Regions from separate parts of the Sus scrofa genome. Here regions 1 and 2 are each linked to region 3. The links are chromatin contacts, called in public targeted proximity ligation maps. All regions are on one chromosome and are shown on one strand. The core of a region is the stretch at or near the end of the contact, and the rest is flanking DNA. Distances in the headings are between cores, read along the strand shown. Region 1 overlaps EXT1 (exostosin-1). Region 2 overlaps EXT1 (exostosin-1). Region 3 holds the start of EXT1 (exostosin-1).

What was found.
Region 1: a targeted proximity ligation map of alveolar macrophages shows a contact between it and region 3. A contact is called at or near these places in 1 of 5 promoter capture datasets (liver), 8 of 47 Hi-C or Micro-C datasets (alveolar macrophages, embryonic fibroblasts, liver and 1 more) and 2 of 2 datasets of targeted methods (alveolar macrophages and skeletal muscle).
Region 2: a contact with region 3 is called in a targeted proximity ligation map of alveolar macrophages. A contact is called at or near these places in 3 of 5 promoter capture datasets (fetal liver and liver), 7 of 47 Hi-C or Micro-C datasets (alveolar macrophages, embryonic fibroblasts, liver and 2 more) and 2 of 2 datasets of targeted methods (alveolar macrophages and skeletal muscle).

What each region holds. Positions count from the first base shown.
Region 1 is chr4:20,716,230-20,720,661 of Sscrofa11.1, reverse strand. The region is part of intron 1 of EXT1 (exostosin-1); the gene reads right to left. It also overlaps the pseudogene LOC102166572. Among named protein-coding and RNA genes, the nearest start is that of EXT1, 73 kb to the right of the region's middle.
Region 2 is chr4:20,753,584-20,758,439 of Sscrofa11.1, reverse strand. All of the region lies in intron 1 of EXT1 (exostosin-1), which reads right to left. Among named protein-coding and RNA genes, the nearest start is that of EXT1, 110 kb to the right of the region's middle.
Region 3 is chr4:20,642,067-20,646,624 of Sscrofa11.1, reverse strand. It overlaps EXT1 (exostosin-1), which reads right to left and starts at 1,623. Exons shown (of 11, transcript XM_001924980.6): 1 at 1-1,623. The coding sequence starts at 816.

The sequences.
Region 1 (4,432 bases), core at 1,107-3,606, 73 kb before region 3:
TCAGCTGTGTCCCCTTCTTCTAAGTCGTATTCATTGAAGACTTACCACACATAGGATGCTGAACACTCATAAAGGCACTTCCTGTTCACTGAGCACTGACTGCCCTGGGACCCTGGGCTCGTCCCTACACTTTCTAACAACTCTGCTGTGTCCTCACACAAGGAAAGGCAAGGGATCCCTCTGGGGTCTCTTTTATAAGGGCACAAATCCACTTGCATGGGCCCCACCCTCATGACCTAATCACCTTGCAAAGGCCCCATCTCCAAATATCATCCCAGTGGAGGTTAGGTTATAACGTGAAATCTGAGGGGCCCACAAACCTTTCTAGCACCCTTCATTAAACTCTACCAAAAGATCCTAATACACCAAATACATCCACCCGCTCCCTGCCCCCATTCATTGCAGAAAAAGAAGTGAACACTGACCATGACCCCACCCCCTTTTAGCCTCCTCCCTTTGATATGGACCATTTGTCCCTTTCATAGAACTTGCTATAGTCTGAAATGATCTTGTTAATTTATTAAATTATCTACCTTCTCTACACACACACACACACACACCCCTACAGGAAGAACGCAGCCCCTTTAGGGCAGTGATTTTGAATGTCTGGGTCACTTTCCTATATCCCACCATCTGGAACAGTGGGCTCAATAAATATTTGTAGGGATAGGAGGTTTTGTGGCATCCTTTCATTTTAAATAGTGCAAGTATATATATATATATATATATATATATATATATATATATATATACACACACATATATACACACACACACATATATACACACACACATATATACATACATATACATACACATATATACATATATATAATTTTTTAATGCATGTTGGACAAGATATGCCCAGATATGTATATGTTAATTCCTTCTTTCAATCCAAGATTAAGTCTACATTCTGTTTCAGCATCGAGGACCAGGAAGTACATTGAAAAGACCACCAACGAGTAACATCAAGTCAAAATACCCCCAAAAATGAGAATTTTTGAAGAAAACACCGATGAATTTCTTTTCACTGAACACTCAAGCAGGCATCAATAATTCACATGAATTCTGAGAGAAGGTGAAAGGGTTTGACACTTCCTTCATTTGGGCCAGTGAGTTGGGACCCTGGCTAAGCAGGCTTGCTCAGTTTTATCCAAAAATAAATGAACACACCAAAAACGCAAAACCCCTCAAGTAGAAAGGCAGGTAATAGAAATGCTACTATGGGCGTTTCCTATGTTAGCATTTTCACTTCACATTTTCATCCTGAAGTGTAGCTACATTTCAGAAATTCTGTGAAAGCACAACAGCCCTCAAAAAAGCAGAGTCTAGTAATGCTGAAACTGCTGTTTAATGAAGACGCATTCTAGTTCATGAAAATCTCAAATGAGAAGTAAAAAGAGCCTGGAGTTTCCATCATGACTCAGCAGTAACAAATCCAACTAGGATTCATGAGGATGCGGGTTCAATCCCTGGCCTCGCTCAGTGGGTTAAGGATCTGGCATTGCCATGAGCTGTGGTAGGTCACAGACTTGGCTTGGATCCTGCGTTGTTGTGGCTGTGACATAGGCTGACAGCTGTAGCTCTGATTCAACCCCTAGCCTGGGAATCTCCATAAGCCATGGGTGTGGCCTTAAAAAAAAAAAAAAGAAGAAATAGAAAGAGCCCATGTTTGACCACATTATGGTGAGAAACCAGATTTTGGTCCTTAAAAAAAAAAAAAAAAAAAAAAAAAATTCTTTTAGCAAATTGCTCTACAGTTAAGAAAAGAAAAAAAAAGAAAGGAGAAAAGAACAACCTGCTGGCTTCATCACAGTTCTCAAAGCACAGATTCACACTCACCCCTACAGTAACTCTCACTCCCAACAGGTGTCTTTGTTCTCCAGAGATGGGAACCCCAAGGGTAATTTAAGTGATGGAAGGTTGCAGGAAACTATCATTATGTATCTTTATGAAAGGACCTTTTTGTTATCTTGGGAGATGAGGGTGGAAAGAGACAGGTCCATCTGTTGAAATTTCTGATTATCTGAGACCTCTTCCCTTCCATGAGACATTGTTCACATGAGTTCTGGCAACTGAGCCTCCTTCCCTTTGTCTATATGTTTGCTTAGTTTCCATCAATTGGATCGCAAGCCTACTGGTCCAGGGACACACTTAACTCAACAATGGACGTTTCCTTTAGGTTTTCTTCAAGATTGCTCATGCTCCAACTGGAACAAGGCAGAACGGAGGGGTGTTCTTCCAGATCCAGGACCACAGAAAAGCCTGTGAGGCAGCCATCCAGAGTCCATCTTCGCTCCTCCAAGCTCTGCCAGCTTGATTCAAACTCTTACCGCATTCTTCGCACTGCCACGAGTCTCACCTCCTCCAGCAAAGAACTTTCGCATTTCTCACAGTACAGAGGACGAGGCCTGAGGAAATAAAAAGCCTGTGGACAGAACAGGCTGTCCTTGTTTATAAGGAGCCAGAGGCATTGTTCACGTGAGTTCTGGCAACTGAGCCCCTGGGTTTCCAACTCCAGAGCCAGTCCCGACTCAGGACTGACCCAGACTCCAGGAGAGGGTTCAGGCTCCAAGCCACAAGTTCTCCAATCTGTCAATTGTGGAGTCAAAGGTTATTAGGGGGAACCCTGTTCTTGTGCAAAACAAGCATTGTCAGCAGATGGACATTAAGAGAGGGGCACACACATATTGGTGCAAATGCATTAAGACACAAAACCATTTCTACATAGTAGCTGATTATAATTTTTTTTTTCCCCACAACAAATTAGAGAGTGGACCCAAAGTATCTGTATGGGGCATACAACAACTGGAACATGAAAAAGGAGACCTCAGGTCTGAAAAGCATTTCTTTTTTTTATGTGCTGTGTTTTGTTTTTTGTTTTGTTTTGTTTTTTAGGGCCGCACCCATGGCTTATGGAGGTTTCCAGGCTAGGGGTTGCATCAGAGCTGCAGCTCCCAGACTACAACACAGCTCACAGCAATGCCAGATCCTTAACCCCCTGAGTGAGGCTGGGGATTGAAGCTGTGTCCTCATGGTCACTAGTCAGATTTGTTTCCACTGAGCTACAATGGGAATGCCTGAAAAGCATTTCAATTTCCTCCTCTAGGCACCAGGGTCAGGTGCGTGCTACTGCGCAGGTGAAGAATCCAGACTCCGAAATCCTTGAGTATGGGTCTCCAGTTCCTACACTCAGTTACATGACTCGGTCAAATTATGTTGGCATTCACTGTTCTCAAAACCCAGCAGCTATTATGTGGCAGGACCATTTCTAGACACGGGAGACACAGCAAGGAACAGATAAAAGTCCCTATCTCAACATTATAGGGGCAGGGATTAAAATGGTACCTATCTCAATGGGCTATTCTAAGAATTTCATACCAAGTATTTTAGGTGAGGCCCTTAGAACAGAGTCTGGCACAGAATCACTCTCTCAGTAAATAGTAGCTCTTACTTAAAGCAGGAAATGTCAATTCCACAAGCTGTAGGAAGTATGCTGGATATATTTTTTTAAAGCGGGGTGGATAGAATGGCCAAATGTCACATCTGGCATCACATCTGGCCCCACCGAACCCAGGGCTGAGTGAGGAGATCTGTCCGGCTCCAGGGCTGAGGCCCCTCCTCTCGTTCCCAAGGGTTGGCCCCGTTACAGACTTACTTTCCTCATTAAATATGGGGACCCCCTATGGTCTTTGATACTTAAGGCCCAAGAAGGGATTCCATAAAACTGTGGTTCCCCCATCAAAGAATGTCTAAAAGTCACTTATGAAGGTGCTCTGGGTATGCGTGTCAATGATCCTTCTCTTGAGCCTTTCACTCCAATCATAGAGGGCTTGTATTATTCCCCCAATCCTCCTTGTTCTTTAATTCCACCAGGCCTTTTCCCAGCTATTCCTGTTGAAAGGTGTGCCCTTCTCTGTTCTCTTTGCCTTGATATACCTGATATAATTCCACCCATCCTTGAAGACCAAGTTCATACAAAAGCTCATCTCCATCCTTCCTGAACTCTGAAATGGGCAGCTGGTTCTCTCACCTCTTCCCACCTGAACCCTATCACAGCCTCATCTATTGGGTTATTCTCACTCGTTTTGTTATCCTGTCATTAGAAAATTCTGCTTGAATGTTTAACATTAAATTCAGGGCAGTGGGCACACCTCAAATATTTCTTTTGCTCAGTTATTCAGAAAACATTTACTGAGCTCCGTTCTGTTCCAATATGCCAGGTTTATGGCAATGAGCCCACCACCCCAAATGCCTGCCTGCCCTCTGGAACTGCCATCCTAATGGAGAAACTGCTCCTCACCCCTCTCTGCCCACACCTGTCCTCACCAGATTAGCTGACCACCTACCCACCAAGAAGAATTCCAGGTGTGAGAACCAGTTGTGTGGGGCATGTTTTCATGAATAAATAAATAACTTTCACTTCTAG
Region 2 (4,856 bases), core at 405-2,904, 110 kb before region 3:
GAGCTGCAGCACACAACATAAAGCTAAAAGGAGATTTTTTTTTCACTACATATTTCTTTAATGGATACACATTTTATAGAGTTTGATTTTTTTTTTTTTTTCCCCCTGAATAATGCACCTCTGGGATGCCTCATTCATCCAAGCACATGCAAAGGGTGCCTGACTTTCATCAAATGTTACTGAAATCTCCCCGACCCTCCTTCATTCAATGCCAAACGATACTTTCAAAGGAGAAAAATTATAAATAGGTTTGTGTATAGGAAGATAGATGATGGAGAGATATTATAGAAGTGATGGATATATGGATAGATGATATGTAGACGGATGACAGATGGAATGGAATGGAAAGGGAAGGGAAGGAAGGAAGGAAGGAAGGAAGGAAGGAAGGAAGGAAGGAAGGAAGGAAGGAAGGCAGCAGGCACAATTAATCAGCATCAGGAAACATGAACTGGGATATCCCACCCAGCCAGAACCTTGCAGTGAACCTGGGCTATACCAACAGAGATTTCAAAATGAACAATCCCTGTCCGCCTTGAGAATAGCTGAGTCAGAATACGCTCAGCCTCATGGACCTGTCCTTTCTTCTAGACCCAAGCAAGTGGAAATTCTGACAGCCACACAGGTGCCTGGAGCTGCACACACCGAGTCCGTTTGCACACCTGTCCAAGTAAAGGGACAGGCCTGAGGGGATCTCTCGTCTTCCTGGCTCAGAGGCAATGTCTTCACCGGTGTAGGCAGGCACTGTTTAACTTCTTATTGGTCAATAACATGCCCCAGCAAGCAATAAATACGCCCTGACCCCGCAGCTGCCCTTTTGCACTACATGCATCATTGATCTTCCCAGGCCTTGGAAAACAGCCAATCTGAATAAAAGCTAAGCAGAGGCCAAGTGCCATTTTCCAATGCCTCCTTACAATGCCTTGGTAACTGTAACTAGAAATAGAGCACTGGGAGAGTCATCATATCATGGATGTTGGAGTTAGATTATTATCTTCAAGAACAGGAAGGGGAGAGGGAGAAAGAAAGAGACTGCCCAAGATTCTAACACGCACAAAGGAGGCAATCTGACCCAGGCGCAGCGAAATCCCCCAGTCTATGGACTAAAAACTGGGAGAGCAGCAAATCCTAAGGGGATCTGAAAGGATGGGTTAAGGAGGGAGAAAGAGAACACGCAATCTCCCAAAAAGCAGAGGCCAAAGATAAACAAACGAAGTAGAGAAACCCAGCATATGTAGTTTGTTCCCCATTCCTAAGGAAAACAAACTACATATTTTACCCGACATTTTTTAGGCTGTTTTTTCTCTCTTCCTCAACCAGAATGTGAACTCCCCAAAGGGAGGGAGTCTCAAGCACGTGTGTACATGTGCATGCATATGTGTACATGTGCGTGTGTGTGTTTTCCTGCTGCATCTCCAGGGCCTGGGGCACAGGAGGAGTAAAATAAATATTTATTGAATGAATCAGCAAAAAAGGCAAGAAAAGAGAGGGTGGGCAGAAATACAGCAAAGACTGAAAGTGGTTTTGGCTGGGGGAGGAAAAAGCACAGCTGACCTCCAAATTTTTCAGCCATTAAAGGAAGGAAACTGAACACGGAGCCCAGTGTAGACATCCGGGAAACTCAGCCTATTGCTCAATGCTTCCATCGCTTTTGCAACCACTTGAGATCACTCTTCTTGGTCCTTTGCCTCTGGGGTTTCAGTTCCTGGCCATTCTAACCACCACCATGGCTATGAACTTCCCTTACATCACAAACTCAGGAAATTCCTTCTGATTTAATCTTAAGAAAGGCACCCCCTTGCCTGGATGCAATTAGTTCACCCACACTCTCCAAGTAACACGCCATCTGCAATGTTTATTGGTCTTCAGATATGCTGATGATTTCAGGCCACAGTCTCGCTTAAGGAGTCAGGGTACTTTGATTTACGGGATCTGAGACTGGAAGTTTTCATTTATCATACGACTGAGAGCTTCGGCCACTTCCTGAGCACCTCCTGGGCCACTGCATTCTGCAAGACATGGACCAAACACTATCTACTCGTTCCCCACACAGCCCTTTCGAGGTGATGGTGTTATCCCACTTTTATATGGCGTGGAGGAGACAAAGCCCTGAAACAAAAGTGATCTGCATAAGATCCCAGAGCTGGAGTGGCCGAGTCAAAGCTCAAGATCAAAGCCTATGTTCCTCTCTAAGGTCAGCTGTCTTTTGAAAGCCAGGGGCTTGCGTATAAGTGGCCGCCCAGCCTCACAGACCATCAAGCACCGAATGATGCTTCTTGTAATGGAAGGACCTCCCAAACTCATCTGCAGCTAGACAGACCCTTGAGAATGAGTCTAAGGCCCAGGAAAGGAGGGAGCCCCAGAGGGTGCCCATTCCCAGCATCGGTGCCCACAAGCTTCTTGGCTCTAGATCTCAAGCTCTTTCTGCTACAACAGAGCAATGCAGGAAAGAGCATCTCAACAATGATAAAAACAGCAGCAGCCGCCAACACCTATGCACTATTTAGCATGTGCCAGACTTGGTCCTAAGTATTTTTCACACAGAACTCACTGAACTTCACAACTCCATGGCATATGAATTTCTTCTCTTGGTTTTACAGAGGAGGAGTTCTTGTCATGGCTCAGTGGTTAATGAATCGGACTAGGAACCATGAGGTTGAGGGTTCGATCCCTGACCTCGCTCATTGGGTTAAGGATCCGGCGTTGCTGTGAGCTATGGTGTAGGTCACAGACGCAGCTCGGATCCCTAATTGCCATGGCTGTGGTGTAGGCCGCGGCTACAGCTCCAATTAGATCCTAGCCTGGGAACCTCCATATGCCACACGTGCGGCCCTAGAAATGGCAATAAATAAACAAACAAACAAACAAACAGAGGAGACAACTGAAGCAATAAGTGGCCAAAGTAATGAATGGCCTAAGGTCACACAACTGGTAGGTGATAGAGCAGGATTTAAACTCTGCAGGCTGGGTCTAAGTCCTGGGTCATCACCACTAGACCTATTGTCTTTGGAGGATCATGGGTCTCTCTGAACTTTTCTTCTATATTACATGTAAGTGAAGACTGCAGGCTGAGTGCAAACTCTTCAACAGGTAAAGAAACATCCAGGAAAGTAGCACATCCTATGTTTCTTCATACGTGGCAAAGAAGCTCCACTTACAAATTCTGTGGCTAGTACACAGCACTATATAATTCATATGCTCCAACTATCACTGCACAATGGCTTACAACAGATCTCCATCAAGCAGCCATCTCTAACTGCTATCATACACACAACACCCTTTCCTCTGTAAGTAAGAACACAGTAGAAACAATGTTAAATATACTTACTAACATGTAGTGTAGCCTTAATCAAGGTGCTTAAACCCTTTCAAGTATATACAGCTAGGTTCCCCGTGAAAGATTATGGAGCTCTGGAAAACAATTTGGTATCCTTCCTAACATCTCTCCTACTTTTTAGCCACGTGCTACAGCTCAGAGACCAGAGAGCGCTTTGCAAAGAATGAGTCTTCACAAGCTGTTGTCTGATCGACCCCAGGAACTTTCCACCAGTTCTAAAACAACATCAACAATGGCGGTCCCTCCACCTTTCCTGCTTCTGTTTGGAATCAAATATGTTAGAATCATTAACATCGTGGCTGCAGGGAACCTCGTATCAGAGATCATAAAGATCTCTGTAGTTTGTGAGTACCTACAACTAAAAGGGTTGTTTCTGGATTGAGAAAACCTGGGACCAGAAGCCAGCCCTGCCTTTTTAGTATATCATCTCCTTCTTCAGAGTTGTACCAGGTTTTGCTTTGTTCCTTTGTAAAATGGATACTTTACCTATTGCTAGCAATGCCAGGAGAGTTGACTTTTAAAAATAACAGGGAGTTCCTACTGTGGCTCAGCAGAAGTGAACCCGACTAGTTAGTAACTATGAGGACACAGGTTCAATCCCTGGCCCCGCTCAGTGGGTTAAAGGATCTGGCATTGCCATGAACAGCGATGCAGGTCACAGACTCGGCTCAGATCTGGCATTGCTGTGGCTGTGGTGTAGGCCAGCAGCTGTAGCTCCGATTTGACTCCTAGCCTGGGAACTTCGTATGCTATGGGTGAAGAAAGAAAGAAGAGAGAGAAAGGAAGGAAGGAAGGGAGGGAGGAAGGAAGAAGGAAGGAAATAACAAAATAAAAATAATGGGAAACAACTGTGATTAGGGAAGAAAATATCAGAATAAAATCAGATGATCTAAGTTCAAGTTTCATGTTGTCCTAACCCAGGTCAATGTGCAACTTGGGTCATTTAACCCAAGTCTCATTTTCATCCCCTGCAAAAAATGAGGCACACTCTTTTAAGACTTGCTACAGGGAGAAAAGAGTCTAAAACCCACTTCTCCTCAGGCCAGGTCAATGCCATTTAGATTAATAGCTGGCCTTGACATTCCTGGTTTGAGGCAAACTAGAGAGCACACACCCCATTAAAAGGGCCCCAAAAGACAGTTGCCACAGAGAATTGCAAGCCTAATGCTGTCAAGCCCTCCAATTTTTCTACCTAAGCACTGAAAGAAGGTTTTTATTTGAAATCTCCCAATTGTTAGAGCTGGCAATTGATTTCATGTTTTTTTTTAAAGTAGTTGATGGAAAAACACCTGTCTGCAGGTTACATGAAAATTGCTGTACCCCCTGAGATTAACAATCCTAAATAACTTCAGAGGATCCTGAGTATCTTTGATAACTTGGATTAAAACTATCCCCCACTCAGGGAAAATGCCCCTATTTTTTTTATAGTTTTTTTTGCTTTTTAGGGCTGCACCCATGGCATCGCTGAGGGAGGAAAGGTCAAAGGTCATAGCAGGGTCTTCAAAAGTGGGTCCTGAGCAGC
Region 3 (4,558 bases), core at 374-2,873:
CAGGTACCTCTTCCCCTTGAATACCAGCATGTACTTCCTGAGAGGAGGGATGGTGTTAAACTTTAAAAACCCCCTCTCCCCTCCTGTCCTGGGATGATCCTTAGAAAAGAGGGGAATAGAAACATCAAAGTTGGGTCGGAAGTTTTCAGTACTGATGCTGGCTTTGGCCAGCATCGCCTGGCCGATGTCAAACCCCACGTCCTCAGTGTAGTCAGGCCAAGTGCCGGAATATAAATTAAAAATTAAATGATTCCTACCATTGTTCCACAAGTGGAGACTCTGCACTTTGGATTTCAAATTGTGCACATACTGAGGTGACAACTGGTCTCTGTCTAAAGTATCCAGACTCAGGACAAAGAGGCACGCCTGGCTGGGGTCCGAGGTGTAGAACCTGGAGCCCTCGATGGCCGCTAGAATGTTTTGGTAACTTTCGGCGATTTTCTCCCCTTTTTGCTGCGGGTATACGTACACTTTGAAGCCGTTTTTCTTGCAAAGGGTGAAATCGAAGCAGGACTCCATGCGGCACTTCTTGCCTTTGTAGATGCTCGAGTTGGCATCTCGCTTCTGCCGGGGGGAAGTGTGCACGTTGGAATCCTCGTTTTCCAATTGATCCCAAGGAACGAAGGGGCGCAGAGCGTCCGGGAAGCGGGGCCAGAAATGATCCGGACTCGGGTGGTGCAAGCCATTCCGACCGCTGTGCTCTTCTCTCCGGCTGTGGCTTCTCGATGCCCTAAACTGCAAGCCTCCGAAATAAAACAAAAGGGCGAGACAAGAGCCAGCTGAGAGCAGGATGAAATAGCGTTTTTTGGCCTGCATGTGTCCTGCCTGGGTCAAGAGGATTGTAAATAAACACAAGAATCACCCAAGTTTCCCAATCAACACTTTCAGCTCCAGTCCGCCATCTTCCCGCCTGTAAAGACTTCAAACTCTCCGCTCCCACCTTCTCTGGATGCCTTTCCCCAAGCCGTGGACTGATCCAGCGCATGTGGGCGATTTCTTTAACTTTCTCCCCTTCGGTCTTTCATCTTTGGGTTGCACAATGGACAGGCGAGAGCGGGGCTGAATATTTCGCACCCAGGGCGGGCGAGCAGCGGACTGTAATTTTCTTGCATGCAACAAGACGAAGGAAAAGAAAGAGAGGGGGGAAAAAAAAAAAGCTCCCGATGCCCAATCAATGGCAAGACGAAGTGATTTCCTTGCCTCTCGGATTCCTCTCGGCAGCGTGGAAAACGAGCCCCGGGAAAGCAACTTCAACTCATCCACACTCCCGTGCAGAGCACTCGGGTTCCAACAAGTCAGCCGATCCCCGCGTTCAGCCGGCTAATGCATCTTGCAGCTGGGGCGCCGTAACCTCACAAATCCCTGCATCTCTCTTTATTCCCTTCTGCAGCGGCTCCAAGACTCCGGCGGTGTTTACTCCTGCGCTCGCGGGGCCGGCCCCCGGGACGCGCGGCGGCCCGGCTGGAGGCGGCGGCGGCGGCGGCGCTGGGTGACGGCGGCGGCGCGTCCTCCCCGCGGGCAGTGCCGGCCCCGAGCGGCGCTTCGCAGGCCCCCGCGCGATCGCTGCCGACCGCCGCGTTCGGTCGCCGAATGTTACCCGGTTCTGAATGTTACACTTACACATTCCATTCCCGACACGACAGCGCTGACCTCATCCATCCACGCAGCCCGCGCTGCCATTGGCCGAGCGTCACGTCCGGGGGGGGCGGTGCTTCCGCTGCGCCCATTCATAACCCCCGGCCACCGGCCGAGGCGCCGGCGCGGCGCGGGGGGTGCAGGCGGCACCGGGGTCTCGGGGCGTCTCCGCCGCTGCCGGGCGGGCGGAGCGCTGGGCTGCTGGGTGCTAGCCCCACGGCCCCTCGGCGCTCCGCGACCGGGACCCCGGGGTGGGCCGTACCGCCTCCTGCCGCCGCGCCGGGAAGCAGCGCCTCCCAGAGGCGCCCGTGGGCGGGCGGCTGCCGGGAAACCGGGAAGCGGCCGGCGCTTCTCGGGCCCCGCTGCTCCGGCTTGCCCCGGGCGCCCTCGAGAATCCGGTCTGCTCGGCTGCCTGCCGCGAATGCCTCCCCGAGCGGCCGGCAGGGAGTGTGCGGGTTCCTGGAAAAGGATGCTCGAAAATTGAAGCCGTGGAGCGAGGCGGAGGGATGAGGGAGGAAAGAAAGACTTCAAAGAAAGCGTTCGCGGACCAGAAGGACGCCTCTCTCCGCCCACCTTCCACCCTCTGAGGCCCAAAATGCTTCCTTCTTACGAGCGGGTCCTTATTCCCTACAGAACCCATCCTTTTATTTTTTCTTTCCCAGGGAAATCTCCCAACCCTCAAGAGTAAAGAGGAAATTTTACAATCAAGAGGAATAACTGCAGTTCCTCATGTCTGTACTGAGACACCCACCCCAAATCCTCAATAACTTCGCCGCATCCTTTCCTCACTCCCCGCTGCCCCTTGTCTATTCTGTAGAAAGCTTCTCCAAGACTTCCAATCACAGTGGGGGAAAAAGAGAAATTCTAGTAGCTGAGGAGAACGTGGTTGGTTTAAGCCCATCCCAGTACCGAAAGGGACATTATTCTTTCTGTGATGGTGGGCTGGTGGTTTTTAAGGAGCTGTCGCTTCAAGATGGATGAGTAGTAGATCAGCCAATTGTCCCAGCTGTGGAAGAGACATTTGAGGCAGGAAATGACCTTACTGACCACTAGTTCAAGATGGCTGGTCCTTCCTTCAACTGCCTTCCCACACCCCAGCCCCAAGCTCCTGCTACCCCCAGGGAACATCACTGGACAATTCGCATAAAGACCGAGAGTCCCTCTAAAGGTCCTCTGAGACCACAAAGATGTGCTAGTTCCCAAACAGTATTTCTGGTCAAGCCAAGCTCCCTGGCCTCAGAGCCTGGATTCTGCTTTTCAGAGAACACCTCCCACCCTCTTCCCCAGCCTAAAGTCGCATGGGTCTGGCCAAGCTGGACAAACAGTTGCCTAGGGCAGCAAGCTGTTTAGTGATTGTTTATTATGGGAGTGACTGCGAGCTAGGGACAAACACTTCCCAGCTTCCCCGAGGCTGCAAAAGATTCCAGCGGGTGTGGACAAAGAGCATAGTTCTAACAAGGCAGGGTAGAATGATAGAGTGGAAAATTTTAGACATTTGTTGTTTCAGATTCGTTTTTAATCAAGGGGGAAGGGGCCTGGGTGGGACATCACTGTACATTCCAGAAGTCTCTCCCTATAGCCGGCCTGCCAAAGATGAGGTAGGTTTTCCAGATTGGACTTGTACCCCCGCACAACTTGGACAGGCCTGGGACAGAAATGAGGTTTCAGTAATCTCCCAAACACAATGACAACATGACAACAAGGCAGATAAATGCAGTAATTGAAACCACATGTGACCCAAAGCTCTCCCTCCAACCCCCCGGGTGGCTAGGAGCAGTCATCCAAGGCAAGGATCCTTCTGCTGGGATTTTTTTTTTTTTTTTTTTTTTTGTCTTTTTAGGGCCGCACCCTCGGCATATGGAGGTTCCCAGGCTAGGGGTCCAATTGGAGCTACAGCTGCTGGCCTATATCACAGCCATAGCAACACGAGATCTGAGCTGTGTCTGAGACCTACACCACAGCTCACGGCAATGCCAGAATCCTTAACCCACTGGGCAAAGTCAGGGATCAAACCCACATCCTCATGGATGCTAGTCGGGTTCATTAACTGCTGAGCCATGATAGGAATTACCTTCTGCTGGGGATCAGAGTGCAGACTCTCTCAGGCCTGTGGAAGGCAGAGTTTAGGGGATTGCAGCCCCTCTATATCCTGACAGCTGTCCTGTGTGACCTTAGTGAGAGCCAGCTACTATTCTTGCTCTTCTGTGTCTCTTTCACACTTTTCTTGTCTCGATTAACCATTACTGACTCCCTCATCCCACGCCCCAGGGTTACCCAGCCCTACTGTTGCATTCCATAGTGGTGTGTAACTGTGAGAAAAACTTCAGTACTGAAAATAAGAGAAAATGTGGATTCAGACCCCATATCTGTCATGGATGAGTATCTTGGCCATATAGCCCAATCACACTGAATCTCAGTTTCTTATTTAAAAAGTCAGAATAAGACTTTTTTTTTTTCTGTCCAGCCTCTTTGGAGCAGAAAACTATAAATTACTCTACCTTTGTAACATTTTATTTTGGGGGGGGGCTAAGTTTCACATTTCAAAAGGCAGCTGGGATCTACAGTAGCATCCTACAATGTCATCATCGATGCATCATCATTGGTTTTATTTTCCTCCAGCCCTTCTCATTCACTACATCCTTTATTCATTTGCTCATTTGCTGCCTGTGTGTCCTCACTTTAAGAGGAGCTCCCTGAGGGCAGGAACCCTGTGTGTCTTACTCACTCCTGAATCCCCAAGGCCCAGGGGAGTTCCTGGCACTTAGGTGGAGCTCAGTCACTGATTTGGATGATGAATGAATTACTAAAATTCTGCTTCACTTGAATTCAGCACTTGAATATGCTTGGAGAGAAAGACCTCCACTGTACTCTCTCAAATCAGGACTGGAATCTCTTGTTCGAGGTGGAAATATTGCAAACCAGG